Linked DNA regions of Mus musculus: region 1 is linked to region 2. Evidence: chromatin contacts called from public Hi-C data. All regions are on one chromosome and are shown on one strand. Each heading gives the region's core, a stretch centred on a gene start, on an enhancer-like site or on the middle of the called end of the contact. The rest is flanking DNA. Distances are from core to core; before and after follow the strand shown. Region 1 overlaps Gm46970 (a long non-coding RNA gene). Region 2 holds the start of Frmd4b (FERM domain containing 4B).

Region 1 (5,608 bases), core at 2,181-4,680, 33 kb after region 2:
CTAGAAAATAGATAAGGGCAGACTACCCAAGCGAAGAGTCGAGTACAACATACTCTCAGGCAGCAAGGTATCCTGGGAAGAAAATGTCCTCTGTGTAAGGGAGATGGCTCAGAGCCAGAAAATAAGATTAATGTTAACTGCAAAATACACTGGGGGACAGGTTTGAGGGACATTAAGAAATGGAACAGGGAGATGTTTAGCCAAGTCTTTCAACTGCGGGGATGAGAGCCCAATTCAAACAGGCTGGGCCACCATGAACGGATCAGAGATTGAATGTGGAGAATTCAGCCATTTCTGTGTCAGCCTGATTTTCTCCCGGTCTCTCTCTCACTCCCATCCTCCCTGCTCACCTCACCGTGAGGCAGTCCTTTCCAGTATCAGTCAAGGGCTCGGCCTGATACTTGACTTACTGAACAAGCTTCAAGGTAAGCGATTCTTCCTAGTCATCCCAGCAGGAGTCCCCTGCTGTCTTCACTAGCTCTGACCCTGTCACAGCTGCCTCACTGGCCTGACTTTGACCCCATGAGGGAGGGGCCAGCCTCATCTGAAACCAAGCCGGAATTCAGTTAGCAAAGGTGGCAGACACCTGTTGCCCTACCAAAAAGACGTTGGCTCCATGTTCATGCTCAGGTAAAAGAGGGCCGAGTCTGCTCAAGTCAGCAAACCCAGAAGTGCTAGGCAGGCTTCTCTGCATGGCATCTGGCTTCACGCTCACTACCACACCCACTTCTCCAACAGCCGCTGCAGCAGGCACATGGGCATGGGAGGATACTCCGGCTCACGGTTCCCCCAGGCCACTGACCTAGCAACTGGCAAAGCAGAACTCAAATCAAGGAATGTGAGTTTCCAAAATAAGGAGTTCAATGCTCTCCTTCTAAACGAACTTTAACCAGACTAGCACATGGAGATGGGGTAGCACCCGATAACATGTAACACCCCTCTATGAAGGCCCACTTTAAACCTTCCCACGGGGATTTAACAAGTGGTCTACTTTCATTTCGGTACAGCAATTCATTGGCTGAATTGAAATAGAAGACAGCCCACAGGGCTCAGGGAAAAAGAAAGTGGATATCAGTAAGCCCAGGGATGGGGGTGGGGGTGGGGGTGGGGGTGGGGGTGGGGGTGGGGGTGGGGGGGAGGGGACAGATATGTGGAGGAGGACAGCCTGTGGAGGACCATTGAAGCCCCAGCATCGACAGCCACAATGCCAGAGACAGACAATGACAGAGGAAGTCTGTGAAGGAAACAGGTTCAGGACTGTCCCCCTCCCAGGCCCTCCCTCCCATTGTGCCTCTCACTGAGTCAGCCTGGAGAGGAAGAAAACAGAGACTGTCATTCTCCCACACACACCTCTAACTTATCCCCAACAGGGAAGGAGAGGAGGCTGAGACAAGTAAGACACAAGCAGGCACCCATCCCCCACCTCCACACACCCAGATGCTCTGTGGTGCCCTGCCACCCCCATTCCCCACAGCAGAGAATTCAGTCAGGCTTCCACGGAGAAGGCATACTTTCAAGGACTGGTGTCAGCCTAAGATGTGTCACTTAGTTACAGAATGGCAGGCTGTTGGTATAGTACTGTTGGTAGAGTGCTTGCCTGGCATGCAGGAAGCCCTGGGTTCAGTGCCTAGCATAGCATAAACTGGACACATGAATGACCACAGCACTCAGGAGAAGGAGGCAGGTAGATCAGAAGTTCAAAGCTATCCTCAACCACATAAAGATCTGAGGTTAGCTAGGACTGCATGAGACCTTGTTTCAAAAAAAAAAAAAAAAAAAACCCAGATGACTTAATGTCTCTGGACTTTAGTATAGGGTTGAGATACAGGGTGATGATGACGATGATGAAGCAGGATATATATATATATATATATATATATATATATATATATATATATATACACAGACACATATATATACATACATATATATACACACACACATATATACACATATATATGTGTGTGTGTATAATATACATATATACTTACACACACACACAATAGCTAGGCACAGGAGTAGCCAGAAAACACAGCTTACCCTCTCAGAACACGCTCTCTCTACATGTTCGAATTTTCCACAAGAATCCAAAGTTCTGACCTTTACAACAATAGCTCCTTATCTTTCAATGATGGCGACAAGCTCAGCCTTCAGGCAGTTTGTAATCTTGAATCTACACGGGTAGCCAGGTGTCACGTGTGGATACTTCTATTTAATTAAATATGAGCAAACATTAATGGCTCAGTCCCACCCGCACGTCTCAGGAACTCAGTGGTCACCCATACCATGGGCTGGCATACTAGGGAAAGCAGGGCAGGACAAGGCATAGTCACGGCAAGCTCTCCCGATGGCCCTGGTCTAAATGGGCTCCAGGGTAATGGTCAAAGTCAAGACAAAACGAAACAGACTTAACCTTTAGGAACACAGCTGCAGGAAATTGATCATTAACCCGAAGCGCTCACACACTAGATGATGAATTTAGTCAACTTTGTGGGAGCAAAAGTTCCGTCTACTCATCTCACCTCACAAAGGCAGCAGCTGACAGCACAAAAATCACACAGGCCCGACTTCGCTTCAGCAAAATTTTATCAGGAACCAAACTGTGAATGTTATATGGTCCTCATAGGTCAAAGGAATAGCTGCCTCCACTTAAAAATGAACGAGCCTGTCTCATCCTACCATAATCCTCAAACAGGCAGCTGTATGCTGGGCCCACAGGTAGGCCTGTGGCCTGCTGACCACTACGTTGTCCTGGAAACATTCTGATGACCACAGTGGGCTGCAGATGGGGGAGTGGTGGAGTCTGGGCACACCAATTTAATACCCTGGCTAATTCCCCGTGTGAGTCCTACACTTAGCCAACACTGATCAGCATTGGAGGGAAGGACTTTCGTCAGCACAGGCAGTCCTCGGCATTCACAGACTCCAAATTTAGAAATCTGTCCACTCTCTCAAATGCATTTGTAACTCTAAAATCAACACTTGAGGCTGTTGTCTGATCGTTCTGTGGCTTAAGACAAGAAAACGTGGGTCTTCCAACACACATGTTTCTTGCTGAGGTGTGACAGGGAACTCACTGTTTCTAGCTTCAGCTTTTATGATGTTGTGTCTGTCTCATGGCCTGCGGCCTAAGGACCCCATAGGATAGATAGCTATGCAGCTAACACATTTGTGGACCTCAGCATCATGTCTGGATGTCAAAGCCTGGGCGTTACCTCTAGTCCGAGTGTGATTTATACACTCTGGTTGGTGATTTTGCTGGTGTTTAAAAGGAATCCCCAGAGTGGAGATCTGCAGAGTTGGCTGTGTGTGAGTATTTGTGTCCCTCACCCCTTAAAACACCCGTATTGAAACCCAATCACTAGTTAGGTCCCAAAGACAGACCCCTCCTCATGAATGTAATGTGTTATAAAAGCAACTACCAGTAGAGGGCAGCACTAGATGACACCATTCGTACCTATAAGACCTTGCCAGACACACAATCACCTGGTGCCTTGACCTTGACCTTTCTGCCTCCAAACTGTGGGACATAAATTTCTGTTCATTATGAGTCTTCTGGGTTATGGTTTTGTTTTAGAACAGTGTCTAAGTAGAAGGCCATGATGTCCTAGAGAGAAAAAAAGGAGGCAGGCCACAGTAAGAGACAGGGAGATGGGTGTGTTGATAAAGGTGACTCGGGGCTATGAAGGAAAAATTTGTGTGAAAATCCAAGCCCAACCAACCAAACCAAACAAAACAAAAACTATCTCAAATAATGAGACTTTAATGACATTTTAAAAAGATTCACTAGACAAACTGTTCCCTCCCCCCTCTGTCTTGTAAATTGCATTTTAGGTTTATTGAGACAGGCTAAAACTAGGTTAAATGTTGGATTATTTCATGATGTTATGTTTCTGTAATTCCATGGTTCCGATTTCCCACATAGAAGGGCTGTTGACTAGAATATAGCATAGAGAACTATTAAAACAAAACTTCACTTAGAGTTAATTTACTTGTGAATTCACAAACTGTTATCCAAAGAGGGACGCACCTTGGCCTAACAGTAGCAGGACCCCAATGGAGACTGATCGGACGAGCATTTTTCCCCCTTGCTCCAAATGGTTAAGACAGATGGGAGAGCATCTGAGTGGCACTAAGCCCCAGTGAAATGTAAATATCCACGGCACAGACCACCCAGGGTTTGCCTGGAGACCTTTGTTTAGCTACAGAGTATGATTTTCAGTTGCAAACACTGCATAATGTACTGGTGCTATCTTCTGGAAATTCGTCCTGTGGGGTGGTCCAGCAGGGGAAGTTATCTGGAAACGGAAAAGGATGTTGGGAGATGATGCAGCTGAGAGCCAAGGCCCGGCCAGAGCCAAAAAAAAAAAAAAAAAAGTCAAGTTCATTTAGCAAAATGCTAACTAGGAAGTCGGTGTGTCTTTGGGACACACACTCGAACACTCATCCCTTTCTTAACCGTCCCCTTCTTTTCCTAATTAGCTCCTCCTGGCCAGGTGCCATCTTTCATTGATTACAGAAAGCAATCTCCACTTTGTCGCTCTTTATCACAGCCTTGGCTCCCTCCCAAGTATTTTTTAAAGATGACAGCACTTGACAACATTTACTATGTGCCCGACCTTCTTTATTTTTCATTATCCTAAGCACTTTAACGTGAATCCATTTAATCCTCACTCATTTGGGGTAAACACAGTCACTGCCCTGTGCGGTTTTCTAGTAAAGGATGGCACAGAGATATCTGTGAACTTGCTCCAGGTCACACAGCAAACAGGCTTTGGAGCCGGAACTGGAACACAGAGTCTTCCCCCTTAACCTCCGTTGCCACACGAAGCCTCTGTAAGTGCCTTAACATAGGAGGGACTGCAACAGCGGCTGCTTCCATTGGTAGCAACATTCCACCCACTATCTTCTCATTCTCCTTCCTTCCTTCCTTCCTTCCTTCCTTCCTTCCTTCCTTCCTTCCTTCCTTTTCTTTCTTTCCTTCTTATATTAATGCTTAATTTACATTTACCCTTTCAAATGGACAGATTGTAAGGTTTTGACATGTGTAGGCATTCGCACGCCCATCACCATAGTTAAAACTGAATAGCACCTCAGAGATGTCCCCATGTCGCTTGGGGTCCACCTTGTCCCCACCCTAGCTCAGAGACCATGAGATTTTAGCCACACACCCACAACTCTCAAAGGACCCTTGAAGAGTATCCAAGAACAGAATATAGATAGGTTAGAGAGAATTACATCTTTCATTGTCACAATCTCCAACTTAAGTCCAGCAACCCCTTTAGTTACTAATGGGGGTATCAAACGCTAGTTTCCCTGGCCGCACCACCCCCAGGAAGCCCAGATCTGTTTATAACACACATCAGGTACTTAAGTGCAAAACCTTGCTTATCCTCCTGGCAGCTCAGCAATACAGTAGCCACAAGATCCGACCGCAGGACTCACATTTTATCTTAATAAAGTAAGCACCATTGGAGACCCTTTTTATGGCACTAAATATCAATCACATGGAAATATTCATTGTAGAAATCAGCCAGAGTGTTTATATCACAGGCATGTTTAACATTTAATAACTTTACTTCAATATAATTTAAATAGGTTTTTTTTG
Region 2 (6,303 bases), core at 2,279-4,778:
GAGACAGCTTTAATGCCATACACTGTATATTTGCTAATGTATTACATATTGTATATTATGTATTACTATCATTGTTATTATTATTATTGGCCCACTGAGGATTGAACTCAATGCCCCACATGTGCTAGGCAAGTGTTCTTCTAATAAGCTGCACCCCAGCCAGAGGAGGGATCATTCTTTTCCTACTTCTCCCTGAAATCATTTTTGCTCCCTTTGGGCTATATCATGCCACTGAGAATGCATGAGAAGTAATCCTGTTCCCTGTGCCAATTAGTTCATGGCATCGGGGTGGTACCTGGCATTAGGGTGATCCATGGCCATTGGGGTGGTGTGTGGTATCGGGTGGGCAGAGCCTACATGAGTGGCCCCGAGGACACACAGGCAAATTTGATAGGGAAATATATGAAATTCACTTTCTTTCTGGCTAAGTTAATATGAAGGCCTAATGAACTACTACAGTTGTCAGACGCCAGGAGGAAAGAAATCAGAAAAGCATTATCCCAGTAAGTGAGCATAACCCGGGCTGGGAAATGAGCACCAGGTCCCCTTCTAACTGCCTCTCATGTTTACTCTACATGGAGAGTTGTAAGCTGTGTGGTTGTCACCTCTTCTTACTCTGTTGCTAGTTTTGAGTTGGACCTCTTACCATTAAAGAAAAAAAAATCCTAGATGATAGAACAGATACTATTTACTGGATGCGTCCTAAGCTCTCGGCAGTGTGCTAAATGTTCTACGTGTCACTTAACTCTTACTAATCTCTTTAATTAGTGCTGTTCTAGTCTTCACCTGACAGAGGATGGAGGGAAGCATAGGAAGGCTAATTGCTCTACGGTCAGACACAAGAAGAGCCTGGATTCATCCCTCCTGTATCTCAGGGGCGGAGGGTAGAAAGCATTCTCTCTACTGCTTCACGGTCAATATAATCTGCGCTGCCATTTTACTGCAAAGCACTTGAAAAAAAACCATTTTTTAATGATCTTTCTAAGATAGCAATGAAGCTCAGAGGTAGAGTCTTCACCCTAGAATCACCAAGGCCCTAGGTTTCGTGCATGCAACTGCCCAAACAAACAAACAAACAAACATCTTCACAAACGATCAAGCAATCTAGGTCTGTGGCTCACCCTGGGATACTATAGTTCTCCTAGGGTGGAAATTGTCTTTTTTGTTTTGTTTTGTTTTGCTTTGCTTTTTAAATCTTAGTTCTCCATAGGACAGGAGCCTTTAATGTAAATGTCATATTTTTTCTCTGCTTATGACAATACTTATAAAGCCATCATTATTTGCCTGCTCTTATTGACCGGGAGGATGAGAGGAGCTCAGTTAACACCCGTCTTACAGGGGAGAACAAAATATTTGAGCAGCTTACCCTTTCAAACTGCTGTTGTGTTTAAGATGAATGATTGATGATTCGTGCTATATATTTGTAATTTCAGTGCTTGGGAGGCAAGGACAGGGAGATCCATGGTGCTTGCTGACCAACCAGCCTCATCTAACTAGCAAGCCCCAGGCTAATGATAGCCCCTGTCTCAAAACTAAGGTGGACAGTATTGCTGAGGAGTGACCCTACTGGCCACACGTATGTGTGCACATGTACCACATGCCTGCATATGTGTGTGCACCCACACGATCATGAGCACGTACACACAAAACATTTTCAAAATTAAAAAGAGTAACTACTGGCCGATCAGCTAGAGAAGCCAAAGACTCTCCGGTTTTTGGAATCGTCATCTCCGAATTGCTCAGTAACAGCATTAGCAGTAAGCCATAAATCCACAGAATCCGTGGGGAGTCTGGGCATGGAGCCTGTCTGATTGGCTACAGTATTTGTGCTTTCCTTTTGAAAGTTCCTCAATATTTAAAAAGAAAAGGCGGCCCTACGTGATGGGGCTGGGGTGGGTGTGTTTACTCCCAACCAAAGTGAGCAGAGACTTCCCAAGAGAGAAAAGGACTGAAAGATAGACACACGTCTGGCTCCAAAAAGCCAGGAGTGCAGTTTCTGGTGGCCAGATGGGCTATGGGCACAGCTCCCTAATGCTCTCAAGCCCCATCGGGCCTCCAGGGCTCTCAGTCAGTGAGCCTTGCTAAGTCTATTTCAAACATATTACAGATATGTTAGGCAAACCAGGAACACTGAAACCACAGGTTAAAATGTGTGTGTGTGTGTGTGTGTGTGTGTGTGTGTGTGTGTATAAACAAGAATAGCAAGGGAACATTCATTCCTGAGAACTCTTGTAGTCTGTCCTTAGTTGGCTTTTATTCTATCTGGTTGATGGAAGACTATGACTTTTCAAAAATCAAAGCTAGAGTCGCATATGGGACACTCTATGACAGATATAGTTCAGCCCTATTAGGAATAGGGTCAGGTTATGTGTAAGGAATTCAGAGAACTGTAACAAACTATCCCCAGGAAAGAAGCCCAGGTATGAATCTTCATAATTCAACAATGCAGTTTTTATTCTTTTATCTTAAAGGTATCCATCTCCCAGTCAGAGTACTTTTATATCCATTTACTACTGTTCACAAAAATCCAGGCAAGTTGCAATCCCAGAGAGGATGAATGGTCTCCTCATTGGGCAAAGTTGCTGCAGATTTTGCCTGCAAGATGGGGCCAGCCAGCAAAGCAATAAAGAGGCTGTGTTGTGCGACAGATTAAATCCAAGTGTAAGCATTCCAGCGCTCAGCCAAGCCACCCTTCCCTTCCCTAGCCTGTCAGCCTCCCACAAAGTGCTCCCAATCCGCCGCTGTCCTTCCGTCCCAAAGCCAGGCAACACAGAATCAGCTTTTCCTGGCTGTGCCCTGGAAGCAGGGGCTGCCTGGTGGAAAAGTGCAATAAAATCAAGAAGGAAGAAGACAAATTCACTAAGACATGCTCTGACAGCAAGCAATGACGGGAAATCATAGCTTCCGAAATGGCCACCTCCAATGAAATGAAATGAAATAAAACAGAAATAATCCTCTCAACCTCAAAGTCGCTTTCCACAAACGACGTGTTGCAAAGGCTATAAGCCCCTTTACTAGTGCCAGCAGGAACCTCCATCACGTTATAATATATGTTTGCTTGGGGTGGGGTGGGGGAGCGGATAACTCCCAAGTGCCCCCATGCCCAACTGAAAAAAAAAAATTATCAAGCCACAGTTAGCTAGAGCTGCTGAGGGCTTGACCCAAGCGCTAAGCTCCCCGCGAGGAGTTGAAAACAAAGATATGGGAAGCCTGAGGTTATGAAATCATACAGGTGGACCGGTCCTCAGTTGAGCGCCGGGCATCCCCGCAATGGCCCCAGGGCGCCAGCTCCTGGGCTCACCTGGTACACATCCCGCAGCCCGCACCACGTCCGCAGCACCTGGTGGCAAGCCCGCAGCCTCTCGGTGTACCATCTCCGCAGCGTGGACACGGTCAAGTTCCACACGAAGCGGCTGCCGCTGAACAGCAGGTCCTCCACTCCGCACATGAACACCGAAGCCATGCCGCTGCTTTCCCTCGGAGCCTGGATTCCGCGATCCTGGGCTCGCCACGCTCTGCTGTAGCTGACAGCCCCGGGGGTGGGGGGTGGGGGGTCAGATCTGCCACTGAACTCGCCTTTCACTGTGTGTCCCGGCCAGGTTGGGGCGGCATGCCCGGGGATTGGGTGCCCGCCAGCCAACGGCTGCGACTGGCACGGAGGCTGTGTCACCCCGCCCGCCCCCACCCAGCGCCAGCTTCCTAAGCTCCGCCAGGCCAGCCCTGGGTGCTCCCTGGGCGCGGGAAGCCCTGGCCAGTGAGGACTCCCCGCTGAGCTGCTCCTGGGCACAGGGCCGCAGGCAAAGCCCAGCAACTCTTTGCAAGCCTAGTAGGGAGCTGCATTTCAGCGCGCTTGCACACACACACACACACACACACACACACACACACACACACACAGAGAGAGAGAGAGAGAGAGAGAGAGAGACACACACAGACACACAATCACACACCTAGACCTAGCCCCGGGACACCTGTATTTTACTCTTTAAGGTCGCTCTGCCTTGCATCTTGCTCTGTCCACACCTCAGTGATAAACACCTCTGGGGAAGCTATAGAAGCAGAAGACCGGGAAGAAAAAAAAAATCCTGCAGCATCTCCCTTTAGATCTCACTCCCGAGAGAATTGTGCGTGTTTTCTTGGCTCTGCTGAAACCAGATGAAGAGCCTCAAAGCAACAGTGTGTACGCGCCTCCAGCCTCTCTTTGCTCCTAACTTGAAGGTCTCCAAGAAAATGCCAGCCTGCCTTGGCCACCAGCAAAGCAGGTTCCCTGATACCCTCGTGAGGCCAGTTTCAGGGCAGCTGTGGGCTCAGAAGAAAAACAAGGCTTCTTTGATCCTCTGGCAAACAGCATTCAGTTAAGACTCCCTAGGAACCAGAAGCTTCGAGAGAGGATCCCTGGTCAGTTTGTACAAAATTCTACCTCAGGATATACCGGGCCACAGATGGCATCACACATCCGACGGGGGAGCTCACTGCTCAAAAATAAATACGAAATAAGTACATGAATAGAAAAATAAAAACTCGTCCTCAGCTCCAGAAGCCCTGGGACAATTCGTGCTTTTTAAGGTCTCCACAGGGAATGATAAGTCTCTAAGGAGTTTGAAAAGGGAATCTAAGAAGTCCCACACACCCGAGTCTGTATTTTTCCTTGAGAATGTTTGCACATTGCAGTCCCCAGAATCCCATCCCATTTCCAGAGCAAGCTCACTGCAGCTGGGAAGCAATCCTAATTACACTCACTGGATCACGTGTACACAGACGTCTCTACACGAGAGGGAGGGGCCCAGCATCAAGGGGCGGAGTCAAGAGAAGGCAATGGGATGATTATGATCAAATGACATTATCCATGTGTGAAAGTGTCCTGAAGCCCATTATTATATAATTAATACATGATGATGAGGAGGAGGCGGAGGAGGAGGAAGAGATAAACAACCTACTGCCCCAGATTTCAGGATGGAGGTATTTCTCTCTGAATCTACCTTGTTGGACAATGGTGAGCATTTCATTGGTCGACTCACACCTGTGCTATTGTCTTTGCTATTAAGTGGCTGAGAGGTGAGATGCCAAAGCTTTTCTTCCGAACTAGCTCCAGAGGCCTCGGGACAGATTATCTGCCAGTCAGTCAGTTTCATTTCAGGTTTCAAATGTGCCCTTAGCGTCTTAATTCCGGCCAAACACCAGGAGCATCCAAAACGACAGGAAAATCTGTTCTCAGAGCACCTGTGGGTTCCAAGGTGGCTATAACTGGAAAACTTTTTTTTTTTTTAATGAAATTTCTTTCACCACCAGGAAAAAAAATTGCTTAAGGGAGTCTGTGGGATTCATAGAGGTCACAACCGCTCTGAGATCTATGCTCCTTCTTGGCCGGGAATCTGTCTGCTATTCATATTAACATATTGGTTGTAGTTTACCAGGGTAACAGTCATGGTGTTTACACACACAGTCTGACATAGGAGGTTTTACTGAATTGGAATAAAATGAACCAAGCATAATTTGGAAAAAAAGTCACCTGATGGGAAATTGTGGAACGTCAAAAAAAAAAAAAAAGCCTTTTAAACCATGGTATTCTTTTTTTTTTTTTTTTTTTTTAAATGATGCAGTGGCCTGAGTTCTCGGAAATGTCATGCAGCCTAGGGAATACCAGAATGATATCCCCAACAGGTCAATTCCCACTGTCTCGTGACACCATCCTCCGAGAAAAGACGCTCTCAAGACACCTGGGCAGGTACCGATCAGCTCTCACGTCAGCCATCGATTGCAGCCTGGGACATTTTGACTCATGGTTTCAAAGCTAGTGCTTACAATACGTTTCTTTCCTTTTTTCCCTCTATATGCTCATGTGAGCCCACGCCTGCTCATGTGGAGGCTAGAGGTCAATGCTGTATACGTCCCTCAATCACTTGTCCACATTAATAGTGTTTGTCCAGACAGGGGCTCATGTAGTCAGGGTGGCCTCAGAATTGCTATGTAGTCAGGTTATGACTATGATTCTGAACTCCCGATCCTCCTGCCTCTCTCTCCTAAGCGTTGAGGTTATACGAATGTGCTACCCCACCTCACGCGGGGTACATGGTTCTAGAGACTAAACCCAGGATCTGTGGATACTAGGCAGGCAGGTGTGCTACTGGCTGAGCTACATTCCCAGCCCCTCCACCTTATTCCTCCAGACCGGGTCTCTCACTGACCGAGAAGCTCACTTTTTGGCTAGATTGGCTGGCGAGTGAGCCCCCAGGATCTGCCGGACTCCACCTCCCAGTTGTGGGTTCCAGGCACATATGGTCACTTGGCAGTGGCCTGGGGGCT

What was found. Hi-C and Micro-C count contacts between places; a contact is called where the count stands out from the background.
Region 1: a Hi-C map of rod photoreceptor shows a contact between it and region 2, with 4 times the contacts expected there. The contact joins the enhancer-like site here to the promoter of Frmd4b in region 2. A contact is called at or near these places in 11 of 484 Hi-C or Micro-C datasets (Sertoli cells, cerebral cortex, embryonic stem cells and 4 more) and 4 of 115 datasets of contacts at active chromatin or transcription factors (CD8 T cells, bone marrow-derived macrophages, embryonic stem cells and 1 more).

The regions. Positions count from the first base shown.
Region 1 is chr6:97,517,336-97,522,943 of GRCm38.p6, forward strand. It overlaps Gm46970 (a long non-coding RNA gene), which reads left to right. Exons shown (of 5, transcript XR_003956336.1): 1 at 1-425. It also overlaps a transcript of Frmd4b not described here. Among named protein-coding and RNA genes, the nearest start is that of Gm46970, 24 kb to the left of the region's middle. Within about 2 kb of position 3,431, at least 17 of the 459 cell types and tissues checked have an H3K27ac peak or open chromatin away from gene starts, as enhancers often do. A contact at or near this core is called in embryonic stem cells, liver and rod photoreceptor, where this site is marked.
Region 2 is chr6:97,484,292-97,490,594 of GRCm38.p6, forward strand. Frmd4b (FERM domain containing 4B) reads right to left here and starts at 3,529. Exons shown (of 23, transcript NM_001346637.1): 1 at 3,302-3,529. The coding sequence starts at 3,463.